2 separate regions of the Gadus morhua genome follow, and region 1 is linked to region 2. Evidence: chromatin contacts called from public Hi-C data. All regions are on one chromosome and are shown on one strand. The core of a region is the stretch at or near the end of the contact, and the rest is flanking DNA. Distances in the headings are between cores, read along the strand shown. Region 1 holds the start of sesn1 (sestrin 1). Region 2 holds the start of foxo3b (forkhead box O3b).

The links. Hi-C and Micro-C count contacts between places; a contact is called where the count stands out from the background.
Region 1: a contact with region 2 is called in a Hi-C map of spleen, with 4 times the contacts expected there. The contact joins the promoter of sesn1 here to the promoter of foxo3b in region 2. A contact is called at or near these places in 3 of 6 Hi-C or Micro-C datasets (gill, heart and spleen).

The regions. Positions count from the first base shown.
Region 1 is chr21:19,614,766-19,621,755 of gadMor3.0, reverse strand. sesn1 (sestrin 1) reads left to right here and starts at 3,424. Exons shown (of 10, transcript XM_030344831.1): 1 at 3,424-3,504; 2 at 3,935-4,260. The coding sequence starts at 3,982.
Region 2 is chr21:19,462,029-19,469,072 of gadMor3.0, reverse strand. It overlaps foxo3b (forkhead box O3b), which reads right to left and starts at 1,866. Exons shown (of 4, transcript XM_030344714.1): 1 at 1,745-1,866; 2 at 1,461-1,559; 3 at 409-1,126. The coding sequence starts at 966.

The DNA.
Region 1 (6,990 bases), core at 2,175-4,674, 150 kb before region 2:
TCCTGCTACACGGTCCAACATCTCCATCTAGTGGCCGCTTGACGCCACTGGCCCTCGTTCTCCCGACACACCTGCCATCTATCTACAATCTCAACTCCCAACTTCAGCCGGGGATCTCCATCCAGCCGGTGCCAGTTCGTAATTTACAACTCTCAGTTCGTATCGGTCCTACCAGCACTTTGCAAAGATCTGCTCATTTTCCCTGCTCCCCTCGTAACCCTGTTCCCTCTCCTCTAGTTCTCAGTCCGTCCTCTGCCTACCTGTAGCCGAACCTAGTGATGGGCAAATGAAGCTTTTATGAAGCATTGAACCAGTTGAGCCAATGTTTCGAAAATGGGTTCATTACTCGAAGCTTCAGTGACAGTGACCTCTGCTGGCGAAGTTCGAGGCTGCAGTGGATTCAACGTATCCCTGCTTTGAAAACTATTTGACGCACAAACACACAAACCCAAATGCTTAATAGCATGATCTAAATACAGATGTCTAAATTGTTCTTAAAGGGATATGCCTAGCCTTCTGTCCAGATAGGCTAACTGATGTAGGATATAATTGAAACAGCATATAAAAACCTTCCCCCCGAGAATCGAACCCGGATCCTCCACTCCGCAGTCAGTGTGTTATCCCCTAGTCTACTATAATCAATACGTGACGTTGTTCCATTACATACATACTGTAGTATGCACAACTCCCGTAAACGATTGTAGCATCGATTGTGTTTTGTTTTTTCATTAAATAATTAGGCGGTGACCAGCTGGCTTCGGGCAAGGTTGGTTGGGTGTGCTTGAGTAACTCTAGGGGGTGATTATGTGGGATGGGGTTAGACACTCAAAAATTTGTATTGAGGTAGGCTGCCTTATGGATTGAGTCGGTTTCTTTTTTTTGCTCAAAGCTTCTCCACCGAGCCGCGGACCAGTGAAGTGATTCATTCAGGCAACGAACCAGTTGCTGCTTCATACGTCACATGATTTTTTTTGCCCTGAAGCAAGCTTCGAAGCAGTGCTTCTTGGGAGTTGTAGATCAGGGTTTGAAGCACGTATCGAAGCTTCAGTGCCATCACTAGCCGAACCCCTGCCTGCCTTACTACCCGCCTGTCGCCGAACCCCTGCCTGCCTGCCTGCCTGCCTGCCTGCCTGCCTGCCTGCCTGCCTGCCTGCCTGCCTGCCTGCCTGCCTGCCTGCCTGCCTGCCTGCCTGCCTGCCTGCCTGCCTGCCTGCCTGCCTGCCTGCCTGCCTGCCTGCCTGCCTGCCTGCCTGCCTGCCTGCCTGCCTGCCTGCCTGCCTGCCTGCCTGCCTGCCTGCCTGCCTGCCTGCCTGCCTGCCTGCCTGCCTGCCTGCCTGCCTGCCTGCCTGCCACCGAACCCTCGACTGCCTGACTACTGCTTGCCTAGCCCCGGCTTGTCGTTTACTCCTTGTCCCAATAAACCCTACTTCCTTTCACTCCGTCTCTGCCTCCCTGTGTCAAGCGTTTGGGTCCCCTCATCCTGTTCCATAACAACAGCGTTCCCGTTCGTGAATTTACGAATCCTATCATGGCCATGCTGATGGCCCTACTCTGTCTGTGGTTGGCCGGGTTGCATGCAACTGAACGGTACCCTCGCTGTTAGCATTTGAGAGCGTCACAAAATAGCTCTGACCAGGGGCGTAGCCATGTGGGGGTCAGGGGGGGCCGTTGCCCCCCCTGGCAGAGGTTGGCCAGCCCGCTGGCCCCCCGAGTATTAAAAAAATAAATAAAATGCTTAACATTTAACTTACGTATTCTGTTGTCGGTTGCCTGGCAACGGACAACTGATCACGTACCCTGTACAAATTTGGCACCAGGTACAAATTTGGGGTGACAGCGCCCTTAATTAGGCCTAATTGATTAACTTATACAAAACAAGCTAAATTAAACCACACATGTTCCCAAATTGAACGGACAAGGGAGGGCCGGGGGATTCATTGTTAGGGCGTACTGAAATCCTCACTGTAGTAAGCAGGACAACACGAAAAGCCGCCGTCAAGAACAAGCATAGTTTGGGAGCTGGCACGCCTCTTTTAAAAGAGTTATGACATTTCTCACATGGATAATTCCACGTGGCAATTCCGACCAACCAACCAGGGCAACGTTTTGATATGTTGAGGGGAGTGTCTTAAGTCCACATTTATTTGAAACATATTTAATAGTTATGGCGCGTTCACATCGCCTGGAATTATGGGGAAAACATTTCCGCGACGTCGGAGAGTTCTCGTTAACGACACCTCATGACGCTCTTATCATTCCACTTCGGTTCAGCAACTGATAACAGAGTTGCCCAGTTGGTGATGTTTGGTTTACTAGTGACGCGCCTGAACAGGGCGGAACATGAACGTTTTACTCAATATAAAAGAATCAACCATCATATCACATACTTTACTATTGATTGACGTTGTAACCGTCTGTTGGCATTGACTTTGCTCAGTTTTGAACGTAGATAAGGGCAAGTGTATAGCCTTCCATACAGTGGCAATACAATGTGCTTCTCATAAATAAAAGCAAAAGGATAGTAGGTGATAGGCTACAATGAAATAAAGACGTTCGAACATGTAGTGATCATACTAAGTTTTGTTTAGTTCAGATTTTTTTTTTTTCTTTTTTAAACCTGCTGTGAAGAACTTTTAGATTCCCAACTCAGTGCACACGAAAGGTCAATGCGGGAACACGCGTAAGCGTTTGCGTTATCACCGGCGAGTCGTCTCGTTTCACCAAGACCATGAACGCGCCTTTAAACACGCCTATTAATTCGACACGTGTGTCACCCTCACATCATTGGCCACATATTGATCAATCAGCGCATCTTTAGACCAAAACAAAGCGTCTTTCCATCAGTAGTATTTTATATTTTAGCCTTGCAAAGTACATTTTGAATTAATGTTTATTAATGATATTTTTTTCATAATATTTTTCTTTAAATTCAGCCCAATCTAAAGAACAGAATGGGGTTTATTCTGAAATAAACACATACAACGTATCTACAAATATGTATATTTCAAACAAATGTTTACTATTATGATTATTATTATTATTATTATTATTATTATTATTATTATTATTATTATTACATTATTATTTATTTATTTTTATTTTGTGTCAGTTCTTATGGATCGGCCGTCTCTCTGTCTGCCGTCGGTCATTTCTCCTCTGGTTCCGAGCGGGGTAAACAAGTGAAGGGCGATGCAGAGCATGCCGGGAGATGTAGTCCACGAGGTTTCTCATCCGTAGCCGACGAATGCAGAGCGATGTGCGAGGGAATCAAATTCCCATGAATAAGCGTTGCGGAGGGTTGCAGCAGTGGATACGCCCACTAAATAGCTTTTGGTCGACGTTCGCACAGAACAACCCTGTCACGTTTGGCAAGTCTGGTGGTTGGACCCTTCAGACGTCAATCAAGTTGCAGCCTCCTCTCTTTTTTTTCACACTGGGACGAGCGGTCAGATCCGAAGGAAGAAGTCGCTGGAACGGAGACCAGCTCCAAATAATGTGAATAAAGTAAGTAATGGGTGATGGCACTTGGTGCACTCTAGCTGAAACGATATAGTTATCTGCTATCATTGTGTTATGAGCATTGGTACAACAATGTCTTCATCACAATAAAATAAAAAGAAGCAGACAGGGAAAGATTGAATGGACTGTTTGTCACACTTTGGTGAATGATTTTGGCTGTTCACCTAACCGTTATCTTCTGTCAATGCATGTTGGTAAGGAACGTGTCTTCATTTCAATAGAATGAGCTTGTGAAACCGCAAACTGGCTTTAGGTCTACTCTACAGTGAACATGCTCTGGTTTTTGTACGTGTTGTTCATAATGCTTTGACAGTCGAGCACATTTTATGTATTATTTTTATATGCACAGCCTCAGTGAGCAGTAACCGTTTTGTAAATTAAACCATTGATGTAAGCTTTGTTGTTTTTGTTTCAGTCTCCTGCTGAAAGAAACGCACACACAAAGCATCAGAGCCCTCGGACATGGATGTCGTGGACCAGGACGCACTAGGCCGTTGGGACGGGCTCAGCAGCCGTGACGCGGGCTCCCGGGACTCCGCCATGGAGACCATCCAGCAGGAGCTGATGAGGATTGTGGAGGCCATCGGGCACGCTCCAGCATCCCAACCCCGGTCCCCTGCCTCACCGGGGCCACCCTGCAGAGTCCTCAACGGCATCCTGGCCCACCTCCTCATGCTGTCCAAGCGCTGCCCCTTCCAGGACATCCGAGAGAGATGTGGTTGGCTCCTGCAGACCGTCCAGGTAAGGTGCTATATCCCGCCAGTGAGAAGTAAAGACGGCACCTCTTGAGTCCCAGTTGGTCAATCTGGGACCTGTGATCCAAACCCTTCCTAGACATTATTTATTTCACAAAATGAACGGCTTATGAGGGGTGGCAGTAGCTCAGGAGGGAGAGTGGGTTGGTTGGTAACCGGAAGGTTGCTAGTTTGATCCCCGGCTCCTCCTCCTAGTTGTCCCTGAGCAAGACACCTCACCCTGACTGCTTCTAACAAGCTGTCTGTCGCCCTGCGTGGTCGACTCCGCCGTCGGTTTGTCGATGTGTGTATGAATGGTTGTAAGTCGCTTTGGATTAAAGAGTCAGCAAAATTCCTTCAATGTAAATGTACTAGGTCCCACCCTTGCAGACATACGCTCACAATTTCGGAAATGAACTCTTCAAATGTCAATTTACCAGATTATACGACACTATGTATTATGTGTGTACGTCAGAATGTAAATTAATCATTCTACACTCGTACCATTGTAACATAATGTTACCTTTGTCATGCTGATGTTATGTGGTTTAAAGTACATTGGTTCACACACACACACACACACACACACACACACACACACACACACACACACACACACACACACACACACACACACACACACGTCATTAGAGCCTCAGAGTTCTGCTGCTAAAGGTTTAAATTCATGACCACAGTGTAGCAGCACATTGTGTTTGGTCCCACAGATGCACACGGAAGCACCTCCCTATCAACAAAGTAAACCCATCTCTCTGTCTCTCTCTCTCTCACACTCTCTCTCTCTCTCACTCACTCACTCACTCACTCACTCACTCACTCACTCACTCACTCACTCACTCACTCACTCACTCACTCACTCACTCACTCACACACACACACACACACACACACACACACACACACACACACACACACACACACACACACACACACACACACACACACACACTCTCACTCTCTCGTTTAGAGGGTGGGCTGCAGGGCATGGGATCAGACAGATCACCAATTCGCGCAGATCTATATATATATATATATATATATATATATATATATATATATATATATGTGTGTATATATATGCCTTTTTGATCTTCTTGCTTGTCAAGTTGGTGGTTTAAAACTCGGGATACTGAGATGTCAACCTCTGCAGTTGTTCTGATGCTGTCTTTGTCCACTTGGTATTCTGCCTCTGTTGTCTTTCCTGCGCCGCTGCAGGTCCAGGGAGTCAAAGGTCAAGGGGGGGGGGGGGGGGGGGGCTTAAAATAGGGTTACATGGTGAGTAAAGGGTCATGCGGGGAGGGGGTCATGTTCCCACAAGCTCTCCGCTGCGAGGCTCTGGCGAGGTGAAACTCCGCGGGGTCAAAACCGATTAACCATGCAGTCCTGTTGACCGACGCCCGGTAAACACGAGCCAAAGGTAGTGCTGGTGAAGAGCCGTGGGTCATGCATACTGAAGGCTGCTGACTGAATGCATATTGGAGCCGGAGCAGGAGGTAGGCGCTGCGGCACTCTGTGCTTTGGTGCTCGTTCAAGGGCTCCCTGGCACGCACGCACGCACGCACGCACGCACGCACATGCACATGCACATCGAGGGAAACAATGGCTCACATTTGTTCTGGAGCTGCCAATAGGGTGGGCAGACTGTATATGGGCAGGCACTCTCTCTGGCCACCCGATTCCCAAGGCTGATGAAAGGACCCCAGTATTGGACGGCTGGACTGGAGAGAGAAACATGTGTCTTTGTGAGGGGTATAAATACACCATTATATAATCCTGCAACGTTAACTTGCATAATAAATACATCTGAATAGATCAGGCTAGTCTCTTCATGCAGGGTACATACGCTGGTCCAATAGGCTGATCACAATTTCTCTGAAGGGCTGCTAAGGTTACCCGCTCAGTTCGGTTGGTCGGGGCCAGTGGAATGCCGTACCTGAAGGATTCATCAGCTTGGTGTCTTCAGGATGGATCGCTCCGACGTCTTCCTCTGATGCTGACAGTGGGCAGTAGGCTAAATCAATGAACGCTATAGCGTTTAACAACAATACAACTCCTGTGTTCCTACGATTAACTTCAACCCCCAGAACTCATGACGTTATTAGTGGTTTAAGTAAAACCACAAGTTCAGAGCTAGATAAAGGGGAGATTTGTGCAATGCATACAATGAAAGGGAGGATTTCAGTCAACAACAAACATCCGTAAACAAACACAGCTGCATTCAATTACGGTTACCTGATTGGCGTGTAATGTAATGTTTTGAAGTGCAATGTATTTTTTGTTGAATTTAACAGTGGAAGTCTTGGTTAAGATAAGTCTTCAACACTTTCTACAAATAAAGTAAAGTTGGCTGGAAATCTAAATTATATTATTCATAAATCCAGTGTGACTGATGCTAGTAGGCATTCTGGTGAAAACTTAAATAAAGCAACCCTTTTCTCAGGCAGTGCTCACCATGGCCCTGGCCTTGAGCAGTTCCCTTGTGTTCGGTGTGGATCCAGAGACAGAGCACAGCATGTATATTTCATGAAGCACATTGAGAATTTGGAAGGCAGAGATACTAGCAGGAGGCAGTCGATGCATACAGGGCAGTCCATGGTTACGCTAGTGAAAATAGCAAGTGTTTGCATTTACATTTACATTCAGGGGATTTTGCCATCTCTTCAGGAGCAGTTAAGGCGAGGCGTCTCGCTCAGGGACACCTCGACATTCAGCTAGGAGG
Region 2 (7,044 bases), core at 617-3,116:
GATCAACGGATTATTTTGTTTTCATTCAGCCCTAGTCCAATGAGATATTTTAACATATTTTGCATGCTTCTTCGTTCTATGTAATTGTATTATGGTTTGGGCTTCCCTGAAAGGTAACGTCATGCAGTAGGCCTAAATAGGCTATATTCTGTTTCGAGACAAACTGCTTGACAATTTCCATATTATAAATTATAGACATGTGGAGAGAGAGCCCAGAAGATAAATTGTAAATAATTGCGCTCCACTAATTGGCTCGGAGGCTGTCGCGCTGCAAGTCTTGATTTATGAGCCACGTACATGTGCGATGGAGCGAATGCAAGCCACATGTGTTTTGTTTTTGTTTTGATCGGAAGTAGGGGGGAGGAGGGGAGGCGGAGTGTGGATGGGGAGCGGAGGGCGCACGCTTACCTTCCATCCTGCAGAGCTGTTGCTGTCGCCTTTGTCTTTGAAGTAGGGCACACACCTCACCATCCAGTCGTAAATCTGCGACAACGTCAGCCTCTTGTCCGGCGTGCTCTCGATGGCCTTTGTGATCAGGTCGGCGTAGGAGAGGTTTCCCCACGCGTTTCGCCGTGACGACGACTTCCTCGGGGTCTGCTGCGCGCCGAGGCCGTCAGCGGCCGGAGCGCCTGTCGTGGCCGACGGCGAGTCGGAGGAGAGCGGGGATCCTCCGCTCTCCTGGCCGAGGGAAGAGAGCAGCCCGTCGGCCCCGGGGCTGCTGCTGCTATGGTCCTCCGCGGCCCCGTTCGAGCCGTGGATGTCGATAGCGGCCGTGGTGGTATGGTCCTCTTCGTCATCCTCTTCCTCTGGTATGATATCTGTGTCATTACTCTCTGGTTTCGCGGCGTTTGACTCTGGACGGGGCAGCGGCCAGGTGCACGACCGTGGCCGCTTTTGTGGCTCAAAGTCAGGGTCAATTGCCACGTCCGAGTCGCTGAGAAGGTCGAGATCCAAAACCTCCGCCATCTCGGCCAGCGGAAGAAAAAAAACACGTATCCCCGATCGCAGTAGATGAACTTTAGTTTGGGAAAGACGAAGTGCTGTCAAAGTCGCATTCCATGAATGCGCGTGCCCGTTCTTTGTTGCTATTGAAGCCTCCAGGAGGCTCGTGACAGTTTCTTTAACCCTGAGGAGGACACACAACCAGCAACACTAAGACAACACACAAACAGCAACACTAACACATAAGCTTACAATTACAGATCCTACATCAGGTTCAATCCTAACCCCTTTAGCCATGTTTATGTCTAAAATGGAGGTTAGGCCTATATATTCAAACGGCAGGCTAAGGCTACAACTATTAACAAAATAAATACAAAACAAACAACCCCCTCCTGTCTAATGTAACACATTATGCAGTCCAATCGTCTATAACAATGCGTTGAACCCCCCCCCCCCCAAAAAAAAAAAGGTAACCACACAGTGTACTACAAGGTAACCAAACGGTGCACTACACCCACTCGATATCAAGGGTCACGGAGTAGGGGCTCAGCCGTCATCACAGTCTGTGGGGAAACCCTGCAGCCGTCGTCCAGCAGCCACTTGGTCCTGAACCGCGACTAAAACCAAAGACCAGATCCCGTACAGGCGACATTCACACTCCCGCACTTCCAGTGGACATCTTTTCGACTTACACTCTTTGACTTCACTAACAAAACTACAAAAGGGGACAATTCAAGCTAATGAGGACAACTATCACTGTAGATATGGAATAAGAACGCCACCTCGATCTGGGTTACTGTACCTCGCTTGCTCTGCTTCTCTCAATGCTGCACACACAGATACACGCGCGCACACACACACACACACACATACCAAACACGAGTCGGTGAGAGCCAGCCCCCTGGAGCCCGTAGAGGATCGCCTTTTAAAGAGACACGCTCCAGGAGAGGGGAGAAGGCAGCATGCCGAGACTAGCCACTGTATGGACCGGGGACGGGGCACGTCCGGACATGTTCACACTCAAAATCCTGTACTGATAGTGAAAAAAGCCCTATTAAATAATTTATAAAAATGTATTTATCAATAATATAGCCTATAAACTCGATTTCTCTTTACCAAATAACTTCGGTAGCCTATTTGACATTTATTAACATGTGTTCTTATTGGATGACACGTGTTGACTTATTTATGACCATTATGACCAATAATTATTATTATTATTATGGTGATCCATAGTTCAAAATTAGCATAGACATGTAGTCGACCTCTTTTGCTATGCGGACCCATAATAAAATTAGCATTTAAAGCCCACCGGTTTAAGAAGGATTTTAATGGTTTAGTTTAGTGTATTTTGATATTGACGCAGACCCTCCGCCTGTTGCCCCGGTGTGGAACTGCGTACGGCGCCTTTAACCGTTGAGGGAGCGACTGTCAATCACGGCTGTCAGGGCACACGTGACACGCCCCCTTTTGAAACCAGTTCCAACTCATCGAAGATGACGTCAACCCATTTATTAGCCAAAGATTAAGGCAAGAAGAAATCCTATACCTTTCTCCCTGCTGTAAGTGGTGCTGCTCTGCAAAGCCCTTCCCCCAACCCCTCCCTCTCCTCTCTTCATCACAACAGGCTCGTATTCTGCAGGTTCTCTTTGTGCAGGAATGCCATTCGGCTCGCCTGTGTGCAATGATCAGTCAATGAGTCGGAGCTCAACGTAAACATAACACATTTAATCTGATGATCATACCTGAACAAACACAGTTCTGTTTAACATTCTTAGACAGGTATAGGCTACACCCTATGTTATACTCAGTCAGTGTCTTCACACAATGGTTGTCAGGGTTAAATATTAAACAACAAAAAATATGTAGTATAGGACCTACACAAGTGGAAAGAATGATATCCAAATGATAAATCATAGCACTTCTGGAGGTTGGTTGGCACACGCACACACACACAGACCCACGTGCACACACACACACACACACACAAACGGACTCTTTCTTTGTTCCCTGCGCACCAAAGAGAATACCTGATGCAGCAGTTTAGCGCCTGCAGAGAGCCATATTAACTGTTCACTGGGTGCATGCCGGCGGGAGTGTGTGTGTGTTGAAGCTAATTTTTATATTTCAAAGGTTGTCTTTATTGTGAAATCCTACAGCACCTCACATATGGCTGTGGAGATGCTTCACACACACACACACACACACACACACACACACACACACACACACACACACACACACACACACACACACACACACACACACACACACACACACACACACACACACACACACACACACACACACACACACACCAATGTAGGCCATACCCTAGAATTGTGTGAATACCAACTGTAGTGCTTATGTCCCTATGTCTTCTTTGGTAGCATTCTCATTTCTGATATCGGAGTTCACTTCAAAACACAATGAACCTTCTACAATAAATTGTAGAACACAGAGAATTGTACACTTGGCTCTCTTCTTCTTCTTCCTTGCTGTCCCCTCTGAGGCTGTCAGCCGCAGCTGGGGAGAATGAAGGAATAACTGCTTTGGGACCGGCCAGGGAACCCACAACAGCAGCCAACTACACACTCACCTATGTTACCAAACTGCACTGACGTGGTCTGCTGGAAGGGTCCTTTTGGTTGCGTGTGTGTGTGTGTGTGTGTGTGCTATACAAACAGATTTTATAACAGAAAGTTATAGTGTAAAACAAAGCATAAAAAGTATGGAGCGAGCTGACCCAAAAATACATATACATCCATAGAGCTAGCGGAGGGAGGGGGAGGGAGGGAGGCTTCGCTGTTTGTGTTGTGTTTTCCTTATTTTTATGTTTTCTCCGTCCAAGCAGCATAATGCTCTGATTGGATTACTCCCCCCCCCCCCCCCCCCCCCCCAACACCCTGTGAGTAGACAGGAGAGGGAGGGGGGGGGGTGCTGAGCAAGCTAAACTCCAACCTAAACTCTGAGCGATACTCCAAGCTAACCTCCAATCTAAACCAACTAGCACACACTCAGGCATTGGCCTCTGGGCAATCAACCATCCTCACAACGTATCGGTGATGAAGCATTATGTCTCAGCATTGCTACTGGACTTTGCCATTATATTACAACTCAGATTTATGTCACGGATTGAATTTTAACCGTTAAGCATTTGAGAGGCAAACATGGTCAATGCATGCCTCTGTAGAATGCAAGGACATGTTTATACTGACACCAAACAGAAAACATTAATAATAATCCAGGAAACCTTGAACAGTGACATGGGCAGACCTGGATCGGATAGAGTGGACAATACCAGTTAAGGTTCTGAATAATAAAGACTGGCTGGACTGGGCAGGGCCAGTACAGGAAGCACAGGCTGAATGGTGCAGAGGGATGACCTCATGCATCCCACCATGCAACAAGCTGTTACACAATCGACACAATCATTACCTCTGCTGCCATCTATTGACATATGAGCTATACTGCCGTAACCAACGCATGAACGCACGTTTTCATTGCGCTAAGGTCATTGGAAATGAAAAGAAGTCATCGTAATTTTGAAAACGATGTCTTGTTTCTCATCAAAAGTAATAATAAATATAACCGGTGATTAACGGGGTCCAAGCAAAATTAAAAGTCAAGAACACAATAATGGAAGATATATAAATATAACATATACAGGTGCTGGTCATATTATTAGAATATCATGAAAAAGTTGATTTATTTCATTAATTCCATTTAGAAAGTCAAACCTGTAGAATGTATACATTCATTCCAAACAGACTGATACATTATAAGTGTTTTTTGCCAAAAAGAATATGATTATAGCTGACAACCAATGAAAACCCTAAATTCAACATCTCAGAAAATTAGAATATGGTGAAAAGGTCAGATATTGAAGACACCTGGTGCCACACTCTAATTAGCTAACTAACTCAAAACACCTGGAAAAGCCTTTAAATGGTCTCTCGTTTTGATTCTGTATGACACACAATCATGGGGAAGACTGCTGACTTGACAACTGTCCAAAAGATGACCATTGATACTTTAAAGAAGGAGGGCAAGACACAAAAGGTCATTGCCAAAGAGGTTGGATGTTCCCAGAGCTCTGTGTCCAAGCACATTAATAGAGAGGCGAAGGGAAGAAAAAGATGTGGTAGAAAAGAGTGTACAAGCAAGACGGATAAACGCGCCCTGGAGAGGATTGTCAAACAAAACCGATTCAAAAATGTGGGGGAGATCCACAAAGAGTGGACTGTAGCTGGAGTCAGTGCTTCAAGAAGCACCACACACCGACGTATGCAAGATATGGGCTTCAGCTGTCGCATTCCTCGTGTAAAGCCACTCTTGAATAAGAGACAACGTCAAAAGCGTCGCGCCTGGGCTCAAGACAAAAAGGACTGGACTGCTGCTGAGTGGTCCAAAGTTATGTTTTCAGATGAAAGTAAATTTTGTATCTCCTTTGGAAATCAAGGTCCCAGAGTCTGGAGGAAGACAGGAGAGGCACAGAATCCACGTTGCCTGAAGTCCAGTGTAAAATTTCCACAGTCAGTAATGGTCTGGGGTGCCATGTCATCTGCTGCTGTTGGTCCACTGTGTTTCCTGAGGTCCAGGGTCAATGCAGCAGTCTACCAGGAAGTTTTAGAACACTTTATGCTGCCTGCCGCGGACCAACTTTATGGAGGTGACGATTTCATTTTCCAACATGACTTGGCACCTGCACACAGGGCCAAATCTACCAGTACCTGTTTTAAGGACCATGGTATCCCTCTTCTTGATTGGCCTGCAAACTCACCTGACCTTAACCCCATAGAAAACCTATGGGGTATTGTGAAGCGGAAGATGAGAGATGCCAGACCCAACAATGCTGAAGAGCTGAAGGCCACTATTAAAGCAACCTGGGCTCTCATAACACCTGAGGAGTGCAACAGACTGGTCGACTCCATGCCACGCCGTATTGCTGCAGCAATTCAGGCAAAAGGAGCTGCAACTAAGTATTGATTGCCATACATGCTGAAACTTTCCATGTTCATACTTTTCAGTTGGCCCACATTTCTAAAAAATCATTTTTTGTACTAGTCGTAACTAATATTCTAATTTTCTGAGATACTGAATTTGGGATTTTCAGTAATTGTCAGTACTAATCATCCAAATTAAAAGAAATAAACATTTCAAATATATCACTCTGTGTGTAATGAATTGATATAATATGTAAGTTTCACGTTCTGAATATAATTACTGAAATAAATCAACTTTTTCATGATATTCTAATAATTTGACCAGCACCTGTAATTGTCCTATTTAAGGAAAGATGTTCCACTTATAAACCTGAACTGCAGCCTCATTCACATGGTCAAAATGTCTATTGATAAGCACACAATATCCAGAAAACTCCATGCACACATTTCTCAAGTGAATGAAGGGCTTTCTTCAAAGCATATACCTGAAAAATCTTCTGGGGAAATTAAACATTTGTAGTCAAGAACACTAGTTAATTATGAAGGAAAAATGGTTAACGAAGAAGTTCCCCTTAATGCCATACTGTGTCTTGGCAGTTCGATTCTTGGAAACTAATGAGCCGGAATGTTGATTGCCTGATGAATTTCAAGTGCTGTTCAATGTGTGTTTCTTAAATGGGTGGCAATGACAGAATGTCATGTTAAGCTTGTTCATAATGCTCTAATCAGGATTCGAACTCTCAATCTTCATCTTGAACTGGGCTTCAGAATGAAACCCAATAAACTGCCAATGTGTGTAGGGACCGGGAGGGTAAATTGGGTTGCTAGCTCAAGCAACCTAATCGCAAACCTAATTTAGGCTATTTTTTTTCTTTTTAGCCTGATGCTGATGCTGTTGCGGCTCTCAGCTGTGCCAGAGCGTTCACAGTTGCTAGGTAAACCACCTGACCCTCGCCGCCCAGTGCACCAGTGTGAACTGCCCAGTTTTAGAACGTCGCAGCCAGTCTCGTCGCAAGGAGTTGCGAGGCGAATCTTTGGTCTGAACTGGGCTTAGGCTTTCTTAAAATAGTACAGATCTTTTTCACTGTTAATGGTATCCACCTAATGATAGCCGTATGGTAGTTATACAATAACAAAATGTTCAGGCAAAATGGGT